2 separate regions of the Sus scrofa genome follow, and region 2 is linked to region 1. The links are chromatin contacts, called in public Hi-C maps. All regions are on one chromosome and are shown on one strand. The core of a region is the stretch at or near the end of the contact, and the rest is flanking DNA. Distances in the headings are between cores, read along the strand shown.

Region 1 (6,260 bases), core at 1,942-4,441:
TTCTAGAAATGGTGGACTCTAATTAGAAGTATTTTATTCTTTTATATAGTTTCTGTTCAAGGTGTTTCAAAGTATAGTTTACCCTAAGATCTTAAGCTATAACCTTCAAGCCCAAAATGAAACACAAAATGACTCAACCCAAAGCACTCTTCCAAAGATACAAAAAATCACTCATATTCACTTCATTTTAGCTTAAGACTTTCAGATTTATTTTAAAAGAGAAACTCTACTGCCTTTATTATAAAGGGAGTTTCTTGTAAAACTTACCAGTATCCAATTTGAACCAGCCTTAATAATCAAGAATCATCTTGCAACTCAAAAGCGTTAAGCTTTCCTTCCACAAAAAGACAAGTGCAACTCAAAAACAGGATACTGGTAATGATCAAAGGTTGCTGACCTAGCTTAAGAGGACTTCAGGTCCTAATTTAAAAGTGATCAAAATTATTACCATCAGACCAAGTTTGCAGAATCTAGTGGTCTCAAATAAGGAGATAAGACACAAAAGAGGCCATAGGAAAACAGTCACAATCTCAAATGGCTGCATTTTAGTATTCCCTGAAGTAGTCAAAGTTTATAAGGGCTACATACTGCTTCACACCCTTTAGAAAAAGTCCCCAAACCTAATATGAAACTAAGGGTCATTAAGATCAAAGATGAACAGAAGGAATTTAAGAATTTACCTTTCCTTTATGGTAGAATGCAAATTAAGATATTCTAGTGAAACAATAGGAAATAGTTTTACAGAAACACAGTAATCAATCAAAAGTTGCATTTTTTGCATGTTCACATGTGCAGAATGAAGTTTTCAGTGTTGTATTACTTTTTTCTGTTTATTTACAATAAATAAAAAGTAAAAGCTTTAGAGTCAACTCAATGAGAAAATGTATAATGTGGCATACACTTACTTTTAGGAACTGCCAGATAACCTTGTAAGTTATTTCTTCCAACTGTCTGATTTAAAACTTATACATCCTTGCTTTTTGCAAGGTTCATTTTCATTACTATGAATACATCAGGAACCGACTGACCCCAACCTGAAGCCAGGTGACAGCTGCTTCAAAAAGTCTAATCTGCTTACTGACAAAACCAAAAAAGGAATAAATGAATGATTGCTATTGATTCCCATGACAGCTCTACACAGACCCACTGACTTCCCTGGATTAGTATAGACAGAAGCCAATTAGTTTTATTTCATATGTAAATAGCATCATAAAGAGGTACAAAAAATAATTCATTGGATTGCTTCATTCTAAAGCACAAGACACACATTTTGAAAGTCACTTCAAACAGTTCTCTGCTTATGGAGCTCTCTCTTTCTCTTAGGCAGGAATTTTTAAAATAAATTCAAACTCATCCAGCTGTGTATATTCAAGAAATACCAAAAAGTCACAAGGCATAGTAAGTTTCAGCTGTTCTCCTCTCTCCAGTGTTATCAATAACACATAATGAGTTAGTTCATACATCATCACAGCTGTGCAGGCCAGAGCTAACTTGGCTAATTTAACTATTCCAGTAGAGTTCAGTCAGGAGCTTGCTCTAAGACAATCCACTCTGCAAGTCATATAGAGAAGAATAGTACATGCTCTTTATTATCACTAATATGGAATTCTACTTGTCTTCTTTCAGAGCAGCTGTGAAGTCTTCTAATGGTATTGTCCCTTGGACAGTTTTTTAAAAAACAAAAACAAATTTCTAAGAGGAATTACCAATCAAAATCACTCAAAACTAATGAACTAAGACTATAACAACACTCTAGGCTTAAGCCATGGCAAGTAAAAATCTTTTCATCAATAACTTTTAATTCTAAAGAGGGCAATACAGTCTTCTGAGAAAAAAAACCATCGAGTCAAATTTTGCAACTTTCTTCTTCACTGCCCCCCTTTTCAAGAAATTCAGAATTAGAAAATAAAACCGGTCATATTTTCACCTTTAGATTACCTCCAGAATAAGGTCAACACAGTGACTCTTCCTTATGGATGGATAAAAACTAGAAGACTGTTCTGGCACACTTTCAAATTAATGTAATGTGAAAACCAATGGTGATCTCAGTTGCTAAAGGGAAATATGCACATTGTCCACAATTTGAATTATCCACAATAGTATCCCGCAGGTTAGTGAGACTCTTTTAAAACTGCTTAGTCCAGCCATTTAGTATCATTTTCCACGAAGGATGAGTGCCGAAACTATTAAGAGACTATGTTTTCTCAATCGAAAACACAACATTGGATGTTGTTTTCTTAACTGCATATTTGTAATTTGGAAATTCTCCAAAGCCCATCCTGTGTGCAAAAGAAGCCTCAACATCTAAAAATGGGGAGTTCTTACATACAACTTGTTTCCATTTGATGTTGGCAATTAACATTTGAAGACATACAAAAGCAGTAATCGAGCAAGATGGGATAATATCAAAATTTGAGGTGAAGGCACAATTGGAAAATAATTAAAATAATTTCATTATAATGAGCCAAATGAGCATTTTTATTTTTGTCTTTTTAGAGCCGAACCTGCAGCATATGGAAATTCCCAGGACAGGGGTCAAATTGGAGCTGTAGCTGCCAGCCTACATCACAACCACAACAATACCAGATCTGCAATCTACACCCTAGCTCACAGCAACACCAACTGAGTGAGGCCAGGGATCTAACCCGCATCCTCATGGATACTAGTCGGGTTCGTTACCGCTGGGCCACAACGGGAACTCCAATGAGCATTTTTATTATTGAAATCCTCTTTTACATGTGTTTTTAGTATCTAAGCATCTTGACTAAAGAGTTGGAAGGGACCTGTGAACTTATCTGGCACAACTTTCTCTTCACTCATTCTTTGAGAATAAAATGAACATTGCACACCTAACCTGGATTAATTTAAATGTTAAATCCATTTTCAAAACAAAGAATTTTATCTATACAGTTTGAAACTATGAACTTCTATGCTAGAAACTCAGAACTATGAACTTTCCCCAAGTTCCACACAATGAACTATTATGGGTATAGCATATAATAATGATTCACCAAGTCATATACACTGCTGAAAACAAGTGGGATAAACAACTGCCATTCATTATTCCTGAATCCAAAGACTGCTGGATTTGACTTGGGCATATACACAGCTGAACACACACTTCCTGGTTATGTGCAATCTGCACAGATAGACCAGCTTTACAGGCCTGACCACAGAGATTAATAGCTTTAGCCAAATAATGTGGTAACCATGTGAACCTGGGCTGCTCCAGCTTGTTTGTGAATCTCTCAGCAAGGCTCAACATGCCGTTATCTGCATCTTGTTGCCAGGAAACACAACATCGCTTTGGAATACAAGGAAAACCAGGTTGTACTGACCACAGGTCAACTTTCCAAAAGCCTGATTTTTGACACTTAGGTATCTACAATCTTTTAACATTTCTTACTGTACTCCATGGAGAACTTCACTTTACTAGTAATTAACTGTTAATAGTTTTTGCTATTTTTATAGGGACAGGACCACTTACTACCATTAACAATGTAGCAGCAGCAATAATAATTATAATTCACTCATACTTTTCCTCTCAAGTGTCAAATAAACATTACTTCACCTCATTAAAGCTCATTTGGAAATCAAGCACTCACTGCAACTACTTTATAACTGATCCAACAATGCATATGTCTGTTCTTCAGCAAAGAAATTTTACCAATGGATAACATACTCAATATGCTGCTGTCTTAAAGAGTTCCTGCATTTTCCAGAATCAAAATACCTGTATTGCCTTGCTCGTGGTAACAGAACATAATGTGTTGGACAATAATCCTGCTAGTTTCTTCCTGACCAATTCAAACAGATAGAAACTTAATGTACCAAGATGCTGAAGTACTCAGCAGATTGGAAATTTGTTTCCTAGGAGTGAAGTGGGAGGTCACTGTTCTGAACAGTTTTGCAGTCTGGAGATGGAAGGATTACAGTGGCTTTGAAAGTATATAAAATTAATTACCCCTGACAAACCAATTAGAGTTGCTAGTTCAAGAGCAACAGAGATTTTGGACAATACCTTATTAAAAAGATTTTTTTAAGATAAAATGGAAAACATTTTTCTCTTCCAATGCTTGCTTTTAAAAAAAAGTCAAAAGTACTGAGCTTTATCTAAGAATTTTGCTACCCAAACAAGATAATGTCTTGAACGCATTATATTATCAAGTGAATACGTTTATGACCAGGAAAACTACATTCTGGATATACACCTTACATCTATCTCAAGAGGTCTTCTATACAATGACGACTTTGAACTTGGGCTTTACATTATTTCTCACCTTATTCCATACATTGCTTTTGAAATAGAAGATGCAAAGTTCTAATCTCATGATTTAAGTTGCTAAAAAGATATTTTCTCCATTTTCAAGTTCATTAAAGAACTCAGATGTGGAAATTTCAATTCCCTATTAATGCATAAAGCTTAGACATCCATACTAAAAGAACCAAATTATTTATATACGTCTTGCCTACAAAAACATGAAGGTAACTGTTTTTTTAATGTAAATTACAAACAAAAATGTCCATTAACATAAATCTTCCCTTCATTCATTATTAAAAGACTCAAGTTTAAAAAATACCCTGAGTTGTGGAACAATTTATTTTATCTGTAAGATAAACAGAATAATAAAATCTATGGTAAAAAGCTTTAAGATAACTTGATGCAAGGTATAACATGTTTGGGTATGATTCAGAAGTTCAGGAGGAATTCCGGAATCATTCACAGAAAAATTGCTCGGATCATTCAAAATGAAAGCAGGGCCACAAGAATGTCCAAATAATACTATTTTCCTTTAAAAAAATAGCAGCTACTCAATTAGCAAAACTTTAAAATTAGATAAATTAGGCATTTGTAATTTATAAGATCTTCCATGGATTTTCTTTCAAGAGCAGGCTCTCCTATATGATTAAAATAATGTTTGATTCACAACACTCAATGTACATGCAACTTTTCAGTCACACACATATTGCACAGAGTGATACATGAATTGTTCAAATAATAAAACCTTCACTGTCTGGTTAGATAAATAGCCTGCATTCAACTACCATGCAAAATCAGGATAGCATGCAGCCTAAAGAATAACAGTAGAAAAAAAGAATAAAATCTGTTAGATGACTACTGAAGAAGCCACCCTACAAAGCTTTTAGCCTCTTTATCTCCTCTATAGGACTTAACAGTTAGTAAAGTAGTTATAAATACATACCCATACTTCATTCTCATTCTATCATTCTCTGGGTTACAGTAAAATCTTTCCAAGTGCTCCTGAGAATCATTGGATACACTCTGCCATTTTTGAGTAGTTGTCCTCTTGATCTGCCAATGATATGGCAAGACCGTGTGGTGCTTCAAACAATCCCTGCCATAAATACAAGTGCCTTGCAAAAAGTCCATGCAAATTTCAATTCCATTCTCTTGGTGAGTGTGGTACTGTAGCTGGTTCACCAGCTCAAACACAAGGTCAAGGGAGGCCTCTTCACTTTTGTCCTGAAAGAGCTCGGTACTCAACTTATCACTGGTGTCCAAAATGTACTGGATTGTAAAACTGTTATCTTGGAAAACCCCTGGAACGTAATCCATGACTTTGTCTATGCAGTCAGGACTAGTAGGAACATCACTTGAAACTGGGTGCAAAAGGTCAGTCTGGAAGTGCCCTGCTGTAGAATCTGCCACTGTCCCACTGATGGCTTCTGGTGGAAAGCTATGATCCTGGATTGGAACCACTTGTTCTGGAGCATCAGTGGGAGGATGGGCTTCTGTTATTTGGCCCCCAACATTTGTCCCATCAGGAATCAGGACAGACATATTGTTTTCTGCTGGTGGACACGATGGATTGATTTCCAAGGGTTTTTTCACCATAGGTTCATGTAAGCCGCTCTCATCTGTACTCTGGTTTCTAGATCTAAAAACCCCATCAAGCGAGCCAGATTCTAGCAGGGTGTTTAATATTGGCCTCAAAGACCTCAAGGTTCCAGTTCCTAATCTCTTCTGATCCTTCTTCTTAAAACAAGTCTTCAATGGAGTGATCTTCTCAGAAAGTCTCATTTGGCATGAAAAGTCATCAGGAGGAGAGGGAGGCTGCACCACACAGTCTGGCTCAGGTTCGGTGGTTTCCATTTCCATGATGTGGATTAGCTCCAACTGCTCTTCAGTCTAAAAATCCTACCGGGAAAGGAAAGAAGATGATCATTTACAAGCTGACAATACCCGAATCCTCTTCATTCATCAACATGTTTTGTTTTAGTCTCCAAGTCCCTGAAAT
Region 2 (6,260 bases), core at 1,692-4,191, 140 kb before region 1:
GCTGCCCCAGGCCACGAAGTGCGTGCGGCCGCCGAGCGGCGGGTCACGCAACCCCCGGGCCCGCCCCTGCCGCCTCTGAGCTCACCCGGGCTTCCGCCTCGCGTGCCGACCCGGCTGCTTAATCCCGAGAGGAATCCTTGATTCCGCCCAGCCCCAGCCGCCGAGTTGAGCCTCAAAGGCTGACGCCCTCATTTTAACGCCGAAAAGTGCCCAGCTCCCCTGCTGTAACAGCAAAGAGCTCGGGCGGCGGGGCAAAGAATCGGTCTTGCCTCGCGGACCATTCTCGGCTTCTCGCGCGGTCCCGGCGCTTGACCGCAGCCTGCTCTGCTCGGGCGTTCGGTCGGAAGCCACTGCGGTGTTACGCGGAGGGAGGCGCGGGGAAGGGGCGCGCGCAGGGGGGGATGTCCCGCCTGCCGGGAATCCGGCGCGCGCGGGCGCAAGGAGGCGAGCGGCGTTGCTGGGCGACTGACCCCAGCGACCCTGCGTCCTCCCGACTCTGGAGGAGGGCTGGGGGTGGTGGCAGCTGTGCGTCAGGGGGCGATGAGGGGCAGAGCATGCCGAGGCCGGAAGGGACGAAGGCCACCGCTTGGGAGGTCAGGTTATTAGCTGACGTCCGGAGGCCGGTTTCTCGCAGCCTGAAGACGGCGGGGTGGTGACAAGCAGCTGAGCTTTCTGCACCGCTGGCCTCAGAGGGGCGGCCGCGCGCGTCCGCACGAAGGCTTCGGGGTGGGCGCGCCGGCTGCCCCGGCGCCTCTCACGCTACGCCGCGTGCAGCCGAGGCAGCGCGTGTCGTGACGAGCGGCGATGAGATCAGTCAGTTACCACAGAGGCGGGGCTGGGAAGTGTAGCCTGTCACGCAGCCGGCTTGGTCGCGCCAGCTCCAGCAGAGGGGGCTGGGGGTGAATCAGCCCCTTTCAAGGGGGCGGGGAGCCAAAGGAGAAAATCATAGAAAGTGCAGCTTGCACAGTTAGGGGGCTGGATTCAATGAGCAGACCGGTTTGCGAGGCGCGCACTGAAAATGACCTCTGTGGATCAGTGTCTAATTCTGTGCCCAGTAGGAAACTGTCTAAAAACCACTGTTACATGGAACTCAAAGATCGTTAAAATGTGCCCTTAATTTGTTTATATTACTTCGTTTAACAGGCAGTGCACAGGGCTTGCATATGCGTGCATGAAATTTAATTTATACAGTCAAGTCTGGAGGCATGGTTTGGCAAGAACAATCACTGTGAATACAGATGAGAGCCGGTACAAAGAGTATGATTACTTAAAAGGACAAATGAACTGAGGGAAAAAAAATTCAGACCATGACACAAGGAAGCTATTACATTCATCTTTTCATGGTCTTGAACATCTTGTACCAACTCAGCTGTAATACACAGCGGAAACTTCTAATTAGACACAGAAAACACAGCTATTTAGCCGCACCAGGCAAATATTAAAAAAAAAAAAGGCCTTAGAGACATGTGATTAACATCCATAACTTAAGAATGAGAAGTATATCTTTAAATTTTTTTGTATTTCAGTCATTTCCTTAGTATGCATGTGACACACTAGTAGGTATGCCACTATGAAACAGGATTAATTACCATGTGCAGAAAAATCTCTGCTCTAAATTTTAAATATTATGAGAATTTTTAACAGATTGTAATATTCATATGATGCAGTAAGGAAATAGGGACTTGAGCCTAAGTGGCTAGCAAACTGCATCAAATGAATTTTTGAATGAAGGAAGGAATGAGTGAGTGAATGAATGAATGTGTAGGCAATACTCTAATGGTTAGAGCTGGGAAGGAAATTTTCATGAGTAAATAATGCAGCCCTGCCACTGACTCACATGTGATCCAGCTATAATGGAAATATGTTACAGCATACCTACTTCACCAGAGGTGTGGAGGACTATTCCTTACTCACCAAAGGTGTTCTGAGATCTTTGGAGGAAGATGATACATTCAAATATTATAAATAATACACTGTTATGACAACCCATGTATAAAATTTAAAAAGCATAAAATAATGTTTAAATACAACTATGCCACAATTTTTTTTTTGTTTGTCTATCAAGTACTGTATCAAGTACAGTTTGGAAAGCTGCATCCTTACATAAAAACATTTGGCTTAGAGGCGTTTTATTGCCAGTTGACAAATAGCTCATGATGTGCAATGGAAGTTTTAAATAATTGGTATTTGAGTAGTATTTATAGTGATGGTATTTTGTAAGAAAGCTGAGACCTATTGCCTATGAAGTGCTTAAAAGAAAAGTAGTTTTTGATGACTAATTTGATCTATGGAATCTTGAAAGCAAGAGAACATCTTGGTGTATTTCCAGATGCTCAATGACTGACAGTCTAGGATTAGAGTTTCATTTAATGTATGTCAGGCATTGTTCTAGGTGTTGGGGATAGAGCAGTGATCAGACAAAACTGATTACTTAATGTTTAATTTTCTTGCCTCTATTTAAGTGCAGACCACCTCAGGAATAGTGATATAGTACATACATCTCCGTGTAAATGTAAAAACTGCTCCTTGTCTCAGCTTTTAGAAGTGATCCCCTGAGAGGGAAAAGAAGTCACCACAGAGTGGTAAGTGATTTTGACTTGATTCAGAAGGCTTCTTTTATTTAGAAAGTCATAAGACAAAACTACCCATTACTCCCTGTTTCCCATTATTCTCCTTATTAAAGTTGCCCTCATGTTTCTTAATGTCTTCTGCCATCATTGGAAGGCTCTCATACCCTTTCTGCCCAGACGCTGTACACTTGTGCAGTTTGTTGGCCACATAATAGTGCCTGGCAGAGGAGGTGGGTAAGCATTGAACTCTTGGACTCCAGCCCCAGTTTCACATGCTAAGATATATGCCATCCATCCACCTGAGGAAGAGGTGTTTTTTTGTTTGTTTGTTTCCTTTTTACAGCTGCACCTGCAGCATATGGAAGTTCCTGGGCTAGGGGTCGAATCCTATACCACTGCCATGGCAACACTGGATCCAAGTCACATCTGCAATCTACGCCACAGCTTTCGGTAACACCAGATTCTTAACCCACTGAGTGAGGCCAGGGTTCAAATCCACATCCTCACGGACACTGTGTCAGGTTCTTAACCCACTGGGCCACAATGACAACTCCAAGGTGTCTTTTTTTTATAATTTGAACAAAGCACTATTCAGGGTAGGGGCTCACTGTTCTTCAGAGTTGTCAGGCACCTAGGTCCTATCTGCCCCTTGATGTGTGTTTTCATGTTGAATTTAATAGCACTGCTCTGTTATGAGTTGCAAGACAGGGAGCGTTGGGGGATGGGGAGAAGCCAAGGCTGAAGGAGAAATGAACCAACCTCTGTCTGCTTCCAAGATGTCCAATTACTATCTAGATCAACGAAGACTAGCTGGGGCATGAGGCCATATGAAATATTCTGCAGCAAAACAGAAGCAATGCTGGAGCAGCAACCTGCCTTTTCCATTTTAGCGAACTGGAAGAACTGTCAGCTCACAACAGGTTGACTCACTATTGCATTGTGACTGGAGAACATGATACCATCAGACAAAATGGTTGAACCTTTTGGCTGAGCTCATTTGTAGGAGTTGATATCAGATGGTTTGATACACAATATATGACCCGCTGAACACGCTGAACAGGCGATATCCTTGGTATTAAAGCAGTTTTCCTTTACCCTGTTGCTAACTTCTCTGTGGCCTATTGATGTTATGTCATGTTGCAAACAATCAGTGATAGAGACTGCAGTCTAGATGTAGTGACCTGATTAGTCCAAACTCCTGCAGGAAGACGTGCAAATAGATAAGCCTCAACAGGACCTGAAGAACCATGTGGTTTTGAAATCCTGGGTGGATGGGCCCCACCCTGTATACACCTTAAATCTGCTGGTGCTTTGAACGTATAATTATTGCTCAACAACTCCTGGGACGAGTTAATTAGATCTTTGTATGATTTGATTATAATTAACTTACTAAAATGTGCACATGTGTGCATAATATAGATGTATTTTTAAGATGTGGAATTAATATCACATAAGGGCAAAAAAATAACCCAGCAGCATTAATATCTTTTAAAATATAGTCTCTTCCTTATAACTGTTAAGCAAATATTTTGTAGTTTAACATATAAGCCTAAAGCAAATGCAGCATATGAAGGAATGATTACTCAGTTTATCATTTCACTCATCAGATAAAGATTCCTGTGGTATTTCTTAAATTAATTAGTGATTATTATTTACAAAGTCCTTTAGAGAGTATTGCCTTCAATTTTATGTAGTTTCAAAGTGGGGGAACAAAGAGATTAAGGAAAATATTCCATAAATCTTAAACCTACCAAAGAACTAAAGCAATTATAGAACTTTACAGACAGAAGACACCTGGCAAATATAATTATTATAAACTAGTTAATATAATTCCTGATCTGAGATAATAAGTATAGCATGCAGGATTATTTCCTGTTTGAGGACAGAAACTGCTTCTGGTTGATATTTGCTTTGCTAGTACCACCCAATAAATGGTGATGATTGAATGAATCAGTTAATGAATAAGTATAAGAGACAAGCCAAAGAACTAACCTCCAAGCACTTCCCTCTAATCCTGGGGCCCTCCCAGTTTCTCTCTTGCTGAGTGCCTTCCCAGATTATTGATGCCTTACATGAGCAATCAGGAAAAAGGAAGCAATCCAGATGGGAGGCTAGCTGTGGTCAGATGCCTCTGAAATGAACAAAGTATTTGCAGATGTTTCAACAAGTGGAGGGGTTGGGCTGAGTCTAGGCCACAGGAAACAACTTCCACACCTTGGGGCTACTACAATAAAGGTATCATCACTCACTAGCAACAGGATTCTGTTGGAAACTTGAAAAGTTGAAACTCAGGGTTGGAATGCTACATGAATCCAGACTTGCTTTAGGAATGCCAATGATCAGAATTAAGTATAGAAATTAATGTGATTTGTAAAAATAGCAGCGAGGATCATGGTTATCTGGGAATCAAATCCTTTAATCATTTTAGACAAAACTAATGAAACTAGAAGAAACCATCATTGATTTTGAGAGTCTCCTCCTAAATTAGTTGGCCTTTGGCTTTCAGAGAGCAAAGTTCAAATTCCAGTTCCTGTCTGACAGGAAAATAAGTCAGACACAAAGTAGATAGATAGTCTTTTAGACTCCAAACTGAAACAGCAGGACATAAAGGAGATCTGAGTCTCGAAGAACCTTTGTTTTTGGAGTCGCTGAATTCTTTCACCTACTGTGGTATTTTTCACTGTGCCTTTTGAGGCTGTTCACTGTAGATTTATGATATTTGCCTTTATTGGTAAATCTCTTAAAATAGAAATAAGAAATTTTATATTTTCTAATGGAGAAGTTCTACATGTTCTATGCATGCTCTCTTCCAGAGTATATTAACTTTCTAGCATGTAATGGATGGGATGGGGCACATTATTATAAGTACCAATTGCTTGATAAGATATTCCTAAAATACAAAGGCACTTTAAATAGCTCAGAACTGAGAGTTCCCTTCCTGGCTCAGCAGTTAAGGAACTCAACCAGGATCCATGAGGATGCGGGTTTGACCCCTGGCCTCGCTCAGAGGGTCAAGTATCCCAAGTTGCCACAGACGCAGCAATGTAGTGCGTTGCTGTGTTACAGGCCGGCAGCTGCAGCTCCAATTCAACCCCCTAGCCTGGGAACTTCCATATGCCTCAGGTCTAGCCCTAAAAAAATTTAAAAAATAAATAAATAATTAATTAATAAAATAAAAAGATCAGAACTAGGTTTAGCTGTTTATTGGCTTTGTGCACTGATCATCTTACTACCTGAGCCCTTTTTTTTCATCTTTAATATGGTAACAATTGTGCAATGGTTTTGTTTTTGGCTCAGTGGGCAAGGAAGAGATTACCTGAATGCTTGGCAACATTGGACTTGTTCCATAAAAATCCTAAAATTTTAAAGTGAGAAGAACTCATAGTAGCCGTGAACACTTGACTAATAGAGTTAAGCTTTTTATTACCCTCAAATGAAAGTTTTTTGAAAAATTATAAGGAATAGAAGAAAATGCTGGCACTATTGCTAAAACTGACCAGAATACTTGAGGGGTAGAGCAAAAGTAATTAACCCTAACATTATTGGAGAATTATACATATGTTGCTATTCTAAGTGAATTGCCCTTTCAGAATATTGGAATTCAGTATACAAAGACTAGATGTCCATGCTGGCAGCAAATCCTTTTTTTTTTTTTTTTAAATTAAAAAGACGACTATTAGATTTGCTGCA

Evidence for each region. Hi-C and Micro-C count contacts between places; a contact is called where the count stands out from the background.
Region 2: a contact with region 1 is called in a Hi-C map of embryonic fibroblasts, with 4 times the contacts expected there. The contact joins the promoter of LEKR1 here to the enhancer-like site in region 1. A contact is called at or near these places in 3 of 5 promoter capture datasets (fetal liver, fetal skeletal muscle and liver), 27 of 47 Hi-C or Micro-C datasets (adipocytes, alveolar macrophages, blood and 16 more) and 2 of 2 datasets of contacts at active chromatin or transcription factors (alveolar macrophages and skeletal muscle).

Annotation. Positions count from the first base shown.
Region 1 is chr13:96,499,457-96,505,716 of Sscrofa11.1, reverse strand. It overlaps TIPARP (TCDD-inducible poly [ADP-ribose] polymerase), which reads right to left. Exons shown (of 6, transcript XM_005669945.3): 2 at 5,205-6,160. The coding sequence starts at 6,121. Among named protein-coding and RNA genes, the nearest start is that of TIPARP, 6.2 kb to the right of the region's middle. Within about 2 kb of position 3,191, at least 17 of the 83 cell types and tissues checked have an H3K27ac peak or open chromatin away from gene starts, as enhancers often do. A contact at or near this core is called in alveolar macrophages, embryonic fibroblasts and fetal skeletal muscle, where this site is marked.
Region 2 is chr13:96,637,743-96,644,002 of Sscrofa11.1, reverse strand. It overlaps LEKR1 (leucine-, glutamate- and lysine-rich protein 1), which reads right to left and starts at 2,941. Exons shown (of 14, transcript XM_021069706.1): 1 at 86-2,941.